Linked DNA regions of Anser cygnoides: region 2 is linked to region 1. Evidence: chromatin contacts called from public Hi-C data. All regions are on one chromosome and are shown on one strand. Each heading gives the region's core, a stretch centred on a gene start, on an enhancer-like site or on the middle of the called end of the contact. The rest is flanking DNA. Distances are from core to core; before and after follow the strand shown. Region 1 holds the start of WDR11 (WD repeat domain 11). Region 2 overlaps SEC23IP (SEC23 interacting protein).

The links. Hi-C and Micro-C count contacts between places; a contact is called where the count stands out from the background.
Region 2: a contact with region 1 is called in a Hi-C map of liver, with 2.5 times the contacts expected there. The contact joins the enhancer-like site here to the promoter of WDR11 in region 1. A contact is called at or near these places in 2 of 7 Hi-C or Micro-C datasets (granulosa cells and liver).

The regions. Positions count from the first base shown.
Region 1 is chr7:5,665,547-5,672,392 of Taihu_goose_T2T_genome, reverse strand. It overlaps WDR11 (WD repeat domain 11), which reads left to right and starts at 4,681. Exons shown (of 29, transcript XM_067000379.1): 1 at 4,681-4,836; 2 at 5,821-5,932. The coding sequence starts at 4,751.
Region 2 is chr7:6,012,667-6,019,972 of Taihu_goose_T2T_genome, reverse strand. SEC23IP (SEC23 interacting protein) reads left to right here. Exons shown (of 19, transcript XM_067000765.1): 14 at 664-819; 15 at 1,561-1,663; 16 at 2,563-2,748; 17 at 3,698-3,860; 18 at 6,681-6,781. The coding sequence ends at 6,762. Among named protein-coding and RNA genes, the nearest start is that of SEC23IP, 17 kb to the left of the region's middle. Within about 2 kb of position 2,717, at least 1 of the 3 cell types and tissues checked has open chromatin away from gene starts, as enhancers often do. A contact at or near this core is called in liver, where this site is marked.

The DNA.
Region 1 (6,846 bases), core at 3,432-5,931:
CCCACTACTTCATTCTCCACACGTACTTCATGAGGACAACCGGAGCCGAAGCTGTCTGGAATGAAGTCTCTCTTTGTGGGTATTGTATTTGGACCTGAATATTTTGCATTCTTGCTTGGCTGTGATTTAGATGAATGATAAGATGTAAAAGAGTACATAATGTTAACCACATTGAAAAAAAGTTAGTGGCTCTGGTTATAGTTCACATCCACTTGCTGTGCATCAGTCTCTGTGTTGGTGAGTGGACCAACAGATGGACCCCAGGAATCACAAATAGTTTACCCAGTGCACAACTCTTCCTCCCTTCTGACATCTTACAATATTCTTATTCTTTTCATCTCTTCCAGTGACCCTCGCCGTTGTTCACAAAGCTCTGCCTCATCTTCTTTTTCTCTCTCTGATGAATCTTCAGTAAATATTCAGAAAAGAGACTGATGCTTCCTGATTTTCACCCTGCTTTTTAATCCTGAAAACCATTCCACTTTTAAGATTTTTAATTCTTACACCTCTAACTTTGTTGACACAGGACCAATTTCCTTCTTTTGTTTCTCTCCTTCTGGTATCTTCTCCTTATCTTCAACTACATTAAAATGCATTTCTTTCAGAAGTCAAGAAAATAGATAGAAAATTGTGAAGAAAAGCATCTGTTTCTGTTGTTCCGAAAACACGAGTAGCAGCAGGATGCCAAAGGATACAGAGTAAAACCACAGAAGTGGGGAAAAAAGAATTAGTGAGGTTAATGGCTGCCAAGGATTCTGCAAAATAGATCTGTAGATCTTGGTGTCCTCAAATGGTGACAAACAGAAAGGAACAAAAAAGCCCTCTACATCTGCAGACGACAGTAATTCATCAGCTTTAAAGTTGAGACAGAGATTTTGGGACGAGAAGGTTTTGAGAAATAAGAAGTGCCAATAATAAAATTAACCTAAAACGTGTTGAGTAATGTTCTAAGTTTCAAGAGCACATTTCTCTAGAAAAGAGTTGGAAAAGGCATTGGCTGCAGGTTGTTTCTTGAGTTCTTGCTTGCACGCATTGAATTGTGACTAAAAAGAGAGAGAGAAAAAAGAGGAACAGTGCTTACTGTTTTTTCTGTGGCAAAGTTTGCCACATTGCAAAGACCTGCAGCTGGCATTACGATCATGCCAACTTTGGCCATCTAGTGGCATCTTTTTCACGATGAAAAATAAATGAACAATTACCAGCCAACTCTACTTTGAAGACATACAACCCTCCCACACGGTACAATGTATGGCAAGTACAATTCAAGAAACTTGCCTGGAGCTACTGGATTCTGACTGTCTTATTAATGCTGTGGGGACAGAAAATGTTCCATTTTTTCCAGTTCTTTAAGAACACATGGGAGCCAACCTCTTTCCCTTTCAACACAACTGAATAAAACAACATGAGCACACGGTGCCTTCTGACTGCTCCTGGGTTTTGGCAGAGATCGCCACATACAACTTGAAAGAAAAGGCAAATGCTGCCATTCCAGTTTAACTGAAAAGGAAAAAAAAAAGGTATTTTGCTGCTTTGCATCTTGATGCTTGCCAGAGCAAACTCGCAATGTTCCTGCTGTGGGATATGTCAGCTTTGATGGCATTACCGAGTATATGTGACAACTGGAACAGGCCTAGGCTGGAGTGTGGGCTGTGTTACGAAGGACGTAGCACCTCAGGGTGCAAAGTGAATGCTTTATGTTGCTGCTGAGGCACGGGGCAGCAATGTTGTGTTTTTTTTTCTTTTTTTTTTTTTTTTTGCAGCTGGGTTGTTGCTGTTGCCTTTCTCCATTTACGAGGCAAGTTTAGAGCAAAGATGACTTTGGTGACAGAAATTTGCTGGGTCTGGTAAAAGGTTCTGCAGCATCCATGAATCCAGTGAACTGACACAGAGGGGTTTCTTGGGGGACAGTCGGATGCCTTTGAGGTGACAGGGGCCCTCTGTTCTGAGGTGATTTCTGGTGTCCAGCTGCCCACAGGCAGCAGCCATGTCTTCTCCCGGAGGCCTTCAGCAAAGGCAGGCAGGGGCTCGGGGATCCCCATGCTGTGCTTTCCTTCTGGGCTGTATTGATTCCAAGTCAGAAGGACATATGGTTCTCTCCCTGATAGCATAATAGAGCCAGATTGGAAATGTTTTATTAACAGATAGGCCAACCCTTTACAATGTTTAGTTAGATAGAAAGAAGTTTTTTTTGATCCAGGAAGAGACAGTTTTGATCCAGGAAGAGACAATTAGAGACCTACTCCTCCATCTGGAATGTCACAAGTCCATGGGACCAGACAAGCTCCACCCTAGGGTGCTGAGGGAGCTGGCGGAGGTAATTGCCAAGCCGCTATCAGCGTTCCTGGTTATCTGGAGAGGTCCCAGAGGATTGGAGGATTGCTGATGTGAATTCCATCTACAAGAAGGGCCGTAAGGAGGACCCAGGGAACTACAGGCCTGTCAGCCTGACCTCGGTTTCAGGGAAAGTTATGGAGCAAATCATCTTGGGTGAGATCACACGGCACCTGCGTGGCATCCAGGGGTTCAGGCCCAGCCAGCATGGGTTCATGAAAGGCAGGTTGTACTTGTCCAACCTCAGCTCCTTCTATGATTGTGTGACCAGACTGGTAGACGAGGGAAAGGCTGTTGATGTAGTCTACTTAGACTCCAGCAAAGCCTTTGATACAGTCTCCCACAGTATTCTCCTGGGGAAACTGGCTGCCCGTGGCCTTGACAGGTACACTCTTCTCTGGGTAAAGAACTGGCTGGAGGGCCGTGCCCAGCAGGTTGTGGTTAATGGAGTCCAGCTGGTTAATGGATGTCCAGCTGGCATCCCGTTACAAGTGGTGTCCCCCAGGGGTCGGTACTGGGGCCTATCTTGTTTAATATCTTTATTGATGACCTAGATGAGGGGATCAAGTGTACCCTCATTAAGTTTGCAGATGACACCAAGTTGGGAGGTAGTGTCGATCTGCCTGAGGGTAGACTGGCCCTTCAGAGGGATCTGGATAGGCTGGATTGCTGGGCTGAGGTGAATGGGATGAGGTTTAACAAGGCCAAGTGCCGGGTCCTGCACTTTGGCCACAATAACCCCATGCAACGCTATAGGCTTGGGGCAGAGTGGCTAGAAGACTGTGAAGAGGCAAGAGACCTGGGAGTGTTGATCAATGCTCGGCTGAACATGAGCCGGCAGTGTGCCCAGGTGGCCAAGAAAGCCAATGGCATCCTGGCCTGTATTAGAAATAGTGTAGCCAGCAGGGCCATGGAGATGATCATCCCCCTGTAATCAGCTTTGGTGAGGCCTCACCTTGAGCTCTGTGTTCAGTTTTGGGCCCCTCACTACAAGAAGGACATCGAGGCCCTGGAGTGTGTCCAGAGAAGGGCAACAAAACTGGTGAGGGGCCTGGAACACAAGTCTTATGAGGAGCAGCTGAGGGAGCTGGGATTATTTAGTCTGGAGAAGAGGAGGCTCAGGGGAGACCTCATTGCGCTCTACAACTTCCCTTCAGGAAGTTGTGATAAGGAGAGGGTCGGCTTCTTCTCTCAGATAACTAATGATAGGACTCAAGGAAATGGTCACTAGCTGCACCTGGGGAGATTTAGATTACATATCAGGAAAAACCTTTTCTCTCAAAGAGTGGTCAGGTGCTGAAACGGCCTGCCCAGGGAGGTGGTGGAGTCACCATCCCTCACGGTGTTCAAGAAGCACCTGGTCAATGTGCTACGAGGTATAATTTAGTAGCTTAGTGGGTAGTATTGGTGATAAGAGAACGGTTGGACTAGATGATCTTGTAGGTCCTTTCCAACCTTGTGTTTCTATGATTCTGTAAGTTTAGAAACTTTGTATGTGTAAATGATGACCCAGGCCTGGAGAATGTGTTGGAAAAGATTGGCTGAGGAACTCATGGTATGCATATGACTACTCTTTCTGAGTAGTCAGGCATCGGAACGGGTTGCCCAGGGAGGTGGTGGCATCACCGCCGTGGGTGTGTTTAATGAAAGGCTGGACCTGGTGCTTAGGGACATGGTTTAGTGGGTGACATTGGTGGCAGGGTGATGGTTGAACCAGATGATCTTGGAGGCCTTTTCCAGCCTTGATGACTGATTGGTTCAACGCTTAGTATGCATGCCCGAGTTGACTATCGACCCATCCACAAACATTGGAAGAACCTGGTGCCTGAAAGACCACCAGTAGAAATAAATGCGCATACATACTTTAATGAGTTCCAGGAAATAGTAAGATGTATATTTTGATTGTATAGAACCCCTGTAGCTAGACAATTTGGCACACACACTAGGTGGAGTGATCCCCCATGTGTCTGACACATTATTAAAGAATGCCTTCCTTCTAAAACTCCAAAACTCAAAAACTCTAAAACTTCCTTCTAAAAACTCCAAATTGAGTCTTAAAGAGTGTCTTTGACCGACTTTTACGGTATCAGTATGACTGAAAGTTTGAGAAGCCAACCCCATTCCCACGCACTGCCGAGGGCTCCCCGGGAGGGCCTCTGCGGCTGCCTGTGAGGAACGAGGAAGATTTTACCCCGAGCAAAGGCTCCTGCTCGGGGCCAGGGCCAGGTTCGGGATTTCTGAGAAAACTTCAGAACCGCTTCCTGCCCACCGGCAGCCCCGGAACGGCCATTCGGCAGCCGCAGGGCGGCGGCGGAGCCGGGCGTGACGGACCGGCGGCGGCTGCGGCGCTTCCTGCGAGCGGGGCCGGGCCGTGCCGTGCCGGGCAGGGCCGCGGCGCTGTGGGGCTCCGCGGGTCGCCATGCAGCCCTTCACCGTGAACATCAAGCTGGCGGCAAGGACCCTGACGGGAGCCCTCAGCGCGCCGAACAGGGGGGCGGCGGACTGGTACGGGGCGCCGGGACGCGGTGGGGGGGGGGGGGGGGGGACGAGGGGTGGCTGCCAGCTCCCCTCCTCTTCCATCCCGAAAAATTGCGCGAGGAGAGGAGGTGCAGCCCTCCGGGCGTCGGGGAGAGCAATGCCACGGCCCCGCGAGGGAGGGTGGGTGTGTGCCAGGGCCTCCCGGCAATGCCCTTTTGTGGGCGGAGCTCTTGGTGCTGCAACAGCCCGTGGAGAGCTGGTGGCTCTTGCTGCTGCTGTTTCTGGGGTTGTTTGAGGCTTGAGGTCCGAAGTCCATGCGTGCCTCGGTGTTTGTTTGCATGGCTCTGAGCAAGAAGTTCGCCCAGCTGTGCTAGGAAGCAGTAAGCGAGCGCTGCTGAATCCTATGGAAACAGCTTCAAATGAATTGGCCTGAACCCAGTCGTTTTGGAAAAGTGTGACCTGTACATTTGGCAGCTTGCAAAGCAGTGAACACTGAAGTTCTTGGAAGTTTTTAGAAACTTCATCTCCTTTGACTGTTCTCGCTTGCTCACTGTTCTCATCATATCCGTATAAATATCATTAGAGGCCACATTAATCGTTCCTCAAGTCAGACCGCATCAAAGACTTTAACTATTCTTGTAGTTCTTCACATGCTTCCTCATCCCCATGCAATTATATAAAAGCAAATATGCTCCTTACATATAACATTTGGGAATGCTGTGCATGTATTCCAGTATGACGTTTTAAATTTACAGAAGAGGATTTTTATAGATGGGCACAAATGTGTGCTTTATGGTTTCATAGAGACTCATCAGCATACAGTTCAGCAGACAGTGCTGCAATCGCATTTTATAATGCTGTTGAGTTTTATGTTAAGTAGTTTTTAGTGTTTGATATTTGTGTCTGGTAGTGTACACTCAACTTACCAAAAAAAAAATAAAAATCTTGCTCTTGATGTGAACTGCTTTTTGTTCTTTTTTGCTTGTTTGATGATGGTGTGTGCTTTTCTAGGGGCTGGCAAGGTTTGATTGCGTATGGATGCCATTCGCTTGTGCTGGTAGTTGATGCCAATACTGCCCAGACTTTACAGGTTTTAGAAAGACACAAAGCAAATGTTGTCAAGGTGAGATACATTTTAAGGTGCATTACTTGATTCTGGTGTATATCTTATTTTTCCAAATGATTTTCAATACTCATATTGCACTCAATTTTTGCATAAAATCTGTTGTAAAGTACCCATATTTAACATGATTCCTTTTATGGTGAAATAAAACCATGCATGCTAAAATTTGGGCTGAGATCAATGTTATACTTTTAGATATATAAAAATATATTTGAACCTTAGGAAGGAGAGGTTATTTTTCCGTTTCCACAGAGCAAAGGTGTGTAGTTGGCAGCAACCACAGAACACTCAGCATTTGGTAGATCAGTACCTTCCATGCCTTCTGGCATTGTGTTTGGGCAAGCGTACCCTTAACCTAGTTTGTCTTCAGGCTAGCCTTTAAAATGAACAAGACATCAACGTCAATGTGTGTAATTGTGTAAAATATATATATATATGTGTATATATATATATATATATATAAAAATAAGTGAAATAAGTGGTATGGAGGCAGCAGCTATAATGATTATTATGTTTTAAAATCTCCACTTAGCTTAGATAACACGTTGTAGCAAAATATTTTTTGATCCAGGTAGTGCTAGCATTTTCATGTACTTTAGATATATTTGCTAGTTTTGGGCAGTAACGATATTTCAATAAGAAACCAAGTATTGAAGTCCAAATAGTTTCTATATAACTTATAACATAATTTTTCAAATCCACTATCTGGTGGTTTATTAGCAGAAATAGACTGTAAGAAAATGACTTACTTGTGAGGAGAAAGAATGGAAAGAAATTCTGCTGTACTTTAAGAAGTAGAAATTATTATGAGGTCGTAATCATTGTAGATACCTTTATGTACGTTTCTGAAAAACTTTCTTTGAATCCTAACTGCCTCTATTTTTTTTGTTGTTGTTAAGAATTTATAAATGCTA
Region 2 (7,306 bases), core at 1,468-3,967, 350 kb before region 1:
GTCCTTCTTATTTGTTTGTTTATTTAAACATGTTGGTGACTTTGCCCTACTTAACTCTTGCGCAATGATCAAGGGATGTTTACGTAGAACTTTACACTTTGGAGGGAGGGAGGGAGGGAGGGCTGGGACCGTGGGTTAGATTACTGAAAAACAAAGCTATAACAAGGATGCCAGTACAATTATTATTTAAAAAAAAAAAAAAAACACTTTCAGCAGCAAATGAGCTATAAAAAGGATTCTGTTCCAAAATCAAAAGTCTGTGAATGCCATGACACTGAAGGGCTCTGTGGCTGTATATTTAACATAGTAGCCTAAATTGGTCTATAGATGATGTTATACTTGTTTTACCTCAAACTTAACTCAGAAATCAAACCTCAAATGCTTCCTGTTCAAATAAACTTTTTAAAAATTTATTGCTTAATGTTTATATATCTCTATCTTTTGTAATTAGAGATTTTTAGAGAAGCATTTTAATACTATAGTGTTAAAATGTACTAGTACTATAGTATTAGTATGGGGGTGCAGCAGTGTAGCTGAAACCTCCTGGAGGTACTGTGAGCATGTGGTTGATTTAATACACATCTTGTTTTTCCTTCTTAGCTAAGCATGATATTAACTAGCTCGCAGTGCTGAGAAATTATTTGTCTAACTTCTGTCTGGTAGGTTTCAGTAGTTTACAATGCATTGGACTTTGAACCGGATATTTTCTTTGCTCTTGGTTCTCCTATTGGTGTGTTCCTTACTGTGCGAGGACTGGAAAAGATTGATGAAAACTACAGGCTTCCGACCTGCAAGGGTTTCTTCAATATTTATCATCCAGTGAGTAAGCAGTACTTTTGAGATTTGATTTTAGCTGATGCAGACAACAATATAGAATACTAAGTTAAAACCTCCTTAGCATTATACCTCCTTTCCCCCTACATACATTTCTCAAAAGACCCTTTAAAAAAAAAAAAGACAGACCCATCTGTAATGTGTATTTCAGATATTTGTGATCTTTACAGCTAAAGTGAAATAGTGTTGGCTCATAAGTTCCATGCCTGTGAATAACTTCATGATATTTGTCCTGTTCATTTTGAAGCTTAAACAACATTTTTTTCATTAATTTCAATCTATTCTTGAAGATTTTGTAAAGTGCCTGTGTTTGAGCCACTTACCAGACTTTTCTTAGTTTCTAGGTTGATTCTGGGAAATGTTAAAAAACAGAATAAAAAAAAAAAATGTGAGTTTTGGAAATGCACTACATTTGTCCTCTTCCATCCTGTCTTGTTTAGGAATTAAACAGTGACAAGTTGGTAGAGATCGTTTCCCTGTTATGTTCTTCTCTTAGAACCTCTGTAGGAGAACAAGACCTAATTAGCTAATGAACCTACCTAATCTTACAACTAAACTAAATTTTCATGAACTGGGTTTCTGTAAAAATGAGAAACTTCTGAGAGAACAGAATTCTAAAATAGTTGACCTTCTCTACTAATTATATATAGGTGTTTTTTTCACTGAAATGTGATGGTTAGAATAAATTCTAAGATAACTAAATGTCAATCTGTTGTTTCTTAACAGCTGGATCCAGTAGCTTACAGGTTAGAACCAATGATCATTGAAGACTTGGATTTAAAACCAGTTCTTATTCCGCATCATAAAGGCAGAAAAAGGCTTCATCTAGGTAAAAAGAAAACTCATTTAATATATGGCTCTCACTCCTAACTTACTCATTTGATGCATTAGAATATTGCAAAATTTCAAGAGACTGGGGAGTGTTCCTTGATACGTGTCTCTGTGATCACTTGTTCTGTTCTTAATTTCTAAGAAAATGAGAATCAGAAACTAAATTTACTATGGTTTTTACCTTGTTCTAAATTACCTCCATGAGATGTTTAACCAGTCTTTTCAGTATTGGAAATGTTGATGAAAAAGGCAGTTCCATAGCTTGGTGGGCAGGGATCGGGTTTTTGTTGCTCGTGAGTACACATCAGATCAAGGTGATCTAAATTTTGCATACTTAGATAAGGAAAGTCAATTTTGCTGTTTATTTGACTGTCACTGCTGCAGAAGTTCTGAGCCATTGTGCAAGTGCCACCAGTATTGAATGGCACCTGACTCGCTGCTGACACATTTACTGAGCTGTAGCAGAATTACAGGCTAGAGTTGCCCTGGAGTGCTTCTGAAAATTCACTACTGCTGCAAGAGTCATTGGCAGCACTTCTGTTCTGCTCTGCTGGAGCTTGGGACTGGTCCCTCTGTACTTCAGCGTAGGGTGTCAGCAGGGATTGTGGGTGGTTGTGTTGAGGGATTGGCTGGGGTAGATAGTGTTGTGGATCCTTCAGAACATGCTCTGGGACTGTTTCCTGTGACAGTAGGTGTTGACTCATTGACCCATACAGTGAGAAATTAATTGTACACTGATTATATTTCATCTAATCTTTTCCAGTGGAGTAGAGATACAAGAAACACATGTTCATGACGTAGCTTTCTTCTGATAAATGGGATGTTTGTTGATTGGAGTTTAATCATTCTGGTTTTAGTTTAAGATTTTAAATCCTCCTACTGTGGCGTTCTTTTCAGAGTTGAAAGACTCTCTCTCTCGTATGGGATCTGATCTGAAACAGGGTTTTATTAGTTCTTTGAAGAGTGCCTGGCAGACCCTTAATGAATTTGCACGTGCTCATACGTCTTCAACTCAGCTACAAGCAGAACTGGAGAAAGTAGCTAACCAGATTAAAGAGGAAGAAGAAAAGCAGGTGGTAGAAGGTATGTGGGCACATTTCTGGTTTCATAATTTATTGTTCTCAAATTAGTAGAAACTTGAGTACCCTAGCACATGTTTGCTGCTGCTTTTCCCGACCCTATTAAGGAGGCCTATGTGTTTTTGGAGCATTGATGTTAAATATAAGATCTACTGTGTATTTTTTTTTTTCCTTTTAGGAAAGGAAACATTGACAGCTTTTATTGAAGGGCTTGAGTTTGTCTAACCTTTTAACTTTCCAGTAGAAAAGTTTTGATCTGGCAGGTTTCCAGATCAATTGTTTTCTTTCCTCTCAGGACAACTTAATACAAATAAATATTTATTTCTGGGATTTATTTCTGGGATTTATTCTCTTTAGTAATCTTCTGCTGAGTTGTGGGATGAGTTGAGAAGCATTAAAGTACGTTCTCTAACAAGGGAAAAAATGGCATTGAGGAAAATCTGCATGGGTCAGATATAAATGCTGTCCCTGGTTATAACAAAAGCAGGCTTCCTGGTCGCGAATTATCTGTCAATGCTTAATAATGCTGGCTTTGTCTATACTTACAAAGGAAAAAAAACATACCTTGTGGTTGAAGTTGAGGATAGTGATTGACTCTGTTCTAGCGGGTTGTAAATATATATATGTATATATATTTATATAAAAAATTTCAAAATATTTGTTTGTGGAGTGACTGGATCAGTCTGTGCACAAACAGTGAGGTTTATTTTTTAAATGGTTTAGCTGTTCCTTTATGTGGGCTTTCTTCAAACAAACTCTGTTTAAACTGCTATGAAAGAAATAAGCTTATAGTTCCAGTAGATTTCTGATTATGCAGTGATGTGCTAGTCAGTTAAATTTGTCCTATTGCAAGCACTTGGAAATTATAATGGGGAAAATGAGTGATATTTCTTGATTGTAATCAAGCAGGCTGTGGTTGAAAATAGTTGAAATCTTGAAATCTGTAATTGTAGCTGAAAAGATCACTGAAAGTCCAGACCCTCCAAAAGATGAGGATTTTTCAGTGAAGGTTGGAATGCTGAATGGAGGACGTCGTATTGACTACGTTCTGCAAGAAAAACCAATAGAAAGTTTCAATGAATACCTTTTCGCTTTACAGAGTCATTTGTGCTACTGGTAAGAGGAAATATGCGTGATTCTATAAATACTACTTTCCTGATGTAATTGTCTGGGTTTAAATGTCAAAAATTATGCCCTAATGCATAATTGGAGTGCATTTTGACAAAAATAGCTGTGTTTTTATACCCAAATATGTTTTCAGACTTGTTCCAGGTGTCAGTGTATGCACGTGATTTAGGAGACCTGAATTTTCTGGGTCTCTGTAGTATTTGAAACTTTTTTGAAAAGATGGCCGTCCAGTTGGACATGAGGTCCTCATCACTTAATTCTGAAATAATCTCATGTTTGGAAGAGGTGGTCTTCCCACTCAAGCATACTGCGGAGATAAATTTGTTATACTCTGGATGGTCAAGTATTATATGATTGAGACATTCAAGTATGAAAACAAACGGACTGTCCAGGAATGTTAGTGTCAAGATATCCCACCTAGATGTTACTGGATTAGCTAGTTTCATTTCAAATAGAACTATGTGTTAGCACAAAGTAAACAAGTCTATGATCCTGTTTGCAATTAAGACATTTGCATACAGGTCTGTTAACTTTAAAATTCAAAATATGTAACTTTAGCTACAATCATTTTCAAAACAAGGAGAGCTTGGTGAATATTTTTCCAACTGAAAGTGTGGTCAGGCGCTGGGACAGGCTCACCGATCCTACTGGAGTTCAAGGAGCGTTTGGACATTGCCCTCAGGCATAGGGCCTGATTTTTGGGGGATCCTGTGTGGAGCCAGGAGTTGGACTCGATGACCCTTGGGGGGTCCATTCCAGCTCAGGCTATTCTGTGATTCTATGAACTGTAGTTTTTCAAATAAAACCATTTGTGAAGGAATTGTATTAGACTACAATGCTTTACAAAACTTTATTACCTCTTCATGTTCAAGTAAAACTGCTGGATATGCAATCCACCATTGCCTTATCTGGATTTGGATTTACTTATTTTTAAGTGAATAAGTTGCAAATGGAGAAAGTTGTGATTCCTTTTATAGGAGTAGAAGTTACTGTTGACCTGTTGTGTTTGCCATTGTGCAGTGAGTTGTCTTTTTTTTTTTTATTGGTATCTTGTCTTATGCATTCTATTGCTGCCATAAAATTAAGCACACATGAACATACACAAGATGGGGAATGGTGGAACAAAGGGTATGCAAACAGTATTTGGCAACATGACAGCGCACCTTTATACATAATAAGCTTGAGTATCAGTTGCTGACCTAAACAAAATGATACTGGTGAAGGGTCTGTGTGTGTGACTTTTTTGTCTTTAAGTAAACAAAACACTAGTCTCTTTCTGAGTTGAGCAGGTGCTGTACAAGGGGTGCTCTATTTTTTAAAATAATTTTAAGGTATTTATTTCCAATATTGAATAATTTTCAGAGGTAGGCACGTTTTCAGAGGGTAAAATACGGAATTTGAAGGCGTTACCTGCAGGGGCTTATTAAGGTCAGTATCAAGGCTGCAGTGCTGCTGAGCACTGTGCTCTGGCAGAGCTCCCTGAGCAGTCGGTGACCCAGTGGTGGCAGTGCTGTCTCACAGGTGGAGTTGAAGGAATGGGAGCTTTATTCCACCAGGTGGCAGCCAATCATTTCCAGGTTTTAAAAACTGGTTCCCCATTTTCTTTTTCCCCCCCTTAATTCATGACCCAAATTTGTGATTTTTTTTATTTTGCTTTGTTTGAGGAGGGTGGTGAGGAATGCCCTTAATTAAACTGTGTATTGCAGAGGAGGGAGCTTCCATGTTGATCCCTCTGCTCACTTGTTTTCATGCTTGTTAAATAGCAGAGACCATCAAGAAATGTAGCTGCCATATCCAGATTCAACTATGGAAAATGTCTGTAGACCCTTAGCTTGCATGTTGAATTCTGTATTTGTTCTCTGTGAATGATGTTCTTCACATTTGGAGCATCGCAGTTCCGACCATCTAAATCTTTGCTGTCTCCCTATATAACTTCTTTTAAAAGCAATGAGGTGTTATTCATAGAATCACAGAATGGCTTGGGTTGGAAGGGACCCTGAAGATCATCTAGTTCTAAGGCCTCTGCCATGGGCAGGGATGCCAAAATTTATTATTTTGTCTGATATTTTTATTATTTAATAATAATGTTGTTATTATCTAACAACTCGTGCAGCTTGGAACTTTCTTAAAACTTGCCCATTAAGAAGGGAGGTAAAACAACTTGGAAGCATGGCACTTGAATTACATTAATCTTTAAATGTTTTGAGAAATTCCTTTTTTTTTTTTTTGGTGATGGTAGTAAGGAGGAGAAGATGGCTATGGATATTTACTACAGCCTTGGCTATGTCTATTTAATCTATCTTACTTACAAGAAGGTGTCAGCCAGTTAGGAGAGAAATAGTAGAATTTTGCTGATAGAAAGCTGAATTTTGACATTGGAGTGATAGATGCAGTGGAGTAAGTAAAATAGGAAAGTTTTGACAAGCTGGTGGAATATATTCAGGAGCCCATGGCAGACAAACAGCAATACGATATTTGAGACAAGTGAGTAACATCAAAGAAGTGTATAGAGAGGGGAATTTCAAGTTCCAGCATAATAAGTGTTAGGGAGGACAAGGTGGGGGAAAATACCTTAGTAAAAGGTAAACATGTAGGCTAGGGATAACAGCAGAGGTGATGTAAAAACGGATGAAGAATTGTGGTTCAATAAGGAAGTTGGTAGAGCTAAGGCCACGGTCCCAAAAGAGAGGGACAAGGGTGATAGTTAATGCAAACAGTTTGGAAAACTGGGGTGGGATGAAGTATGCTTTACAAGAGTTAGAATATGGGCCATACCAAATTAACACTTTTTTTTTTAATGCTCCATAGGGCATCTGAAGACACTGCCTTGCTGTTTCTCAAAGAGATATACAGGACTATGAATATCAATCCTGAGCAGCCGCAACATTGATGTATGGGTACATTTATTTGTAAGTTTGTTCTAATATGACTTATGTATTCATATCAAACTCACCTGCAGCTTAGATCTTTTTACTTTCCCCTTTTCCTCTGAAATGTAAACTATGAAGCAGTTAACTGCAGAGTGCATGATTTTGATTGAAAAAAACATTTCTATTTTTAAATGCAAGGGAAGTCTTAGAGTACTCCCTTCCCTTCACAAAAGGTGTTTGATACAGTTCTTGGTATGATGTGATAATTGCCAGTACAACTCTAAAACGCAGTCTGTCTTTATTCTGTTGTTTCTTCCTTAGTCTAGCTCTTCAGTGAATGTTCAAGTATAGTAAAACTTGGAGATACTGGATATGATGAAATTTCATTTACAGTGCAGTAGATTGAAGAGCACTAAGAGTGTTCTAGTGTTGTAATACGCAGTTGTAATATTGGTTGACCAACTGCTCACATGTATGCCAGGGAAAAGTCACTTCTCACCTAAGAAGCTGTTAAAATTGATATTGATAAACTAATGAACGAGACCTTTACTGGTATCCCTTTAT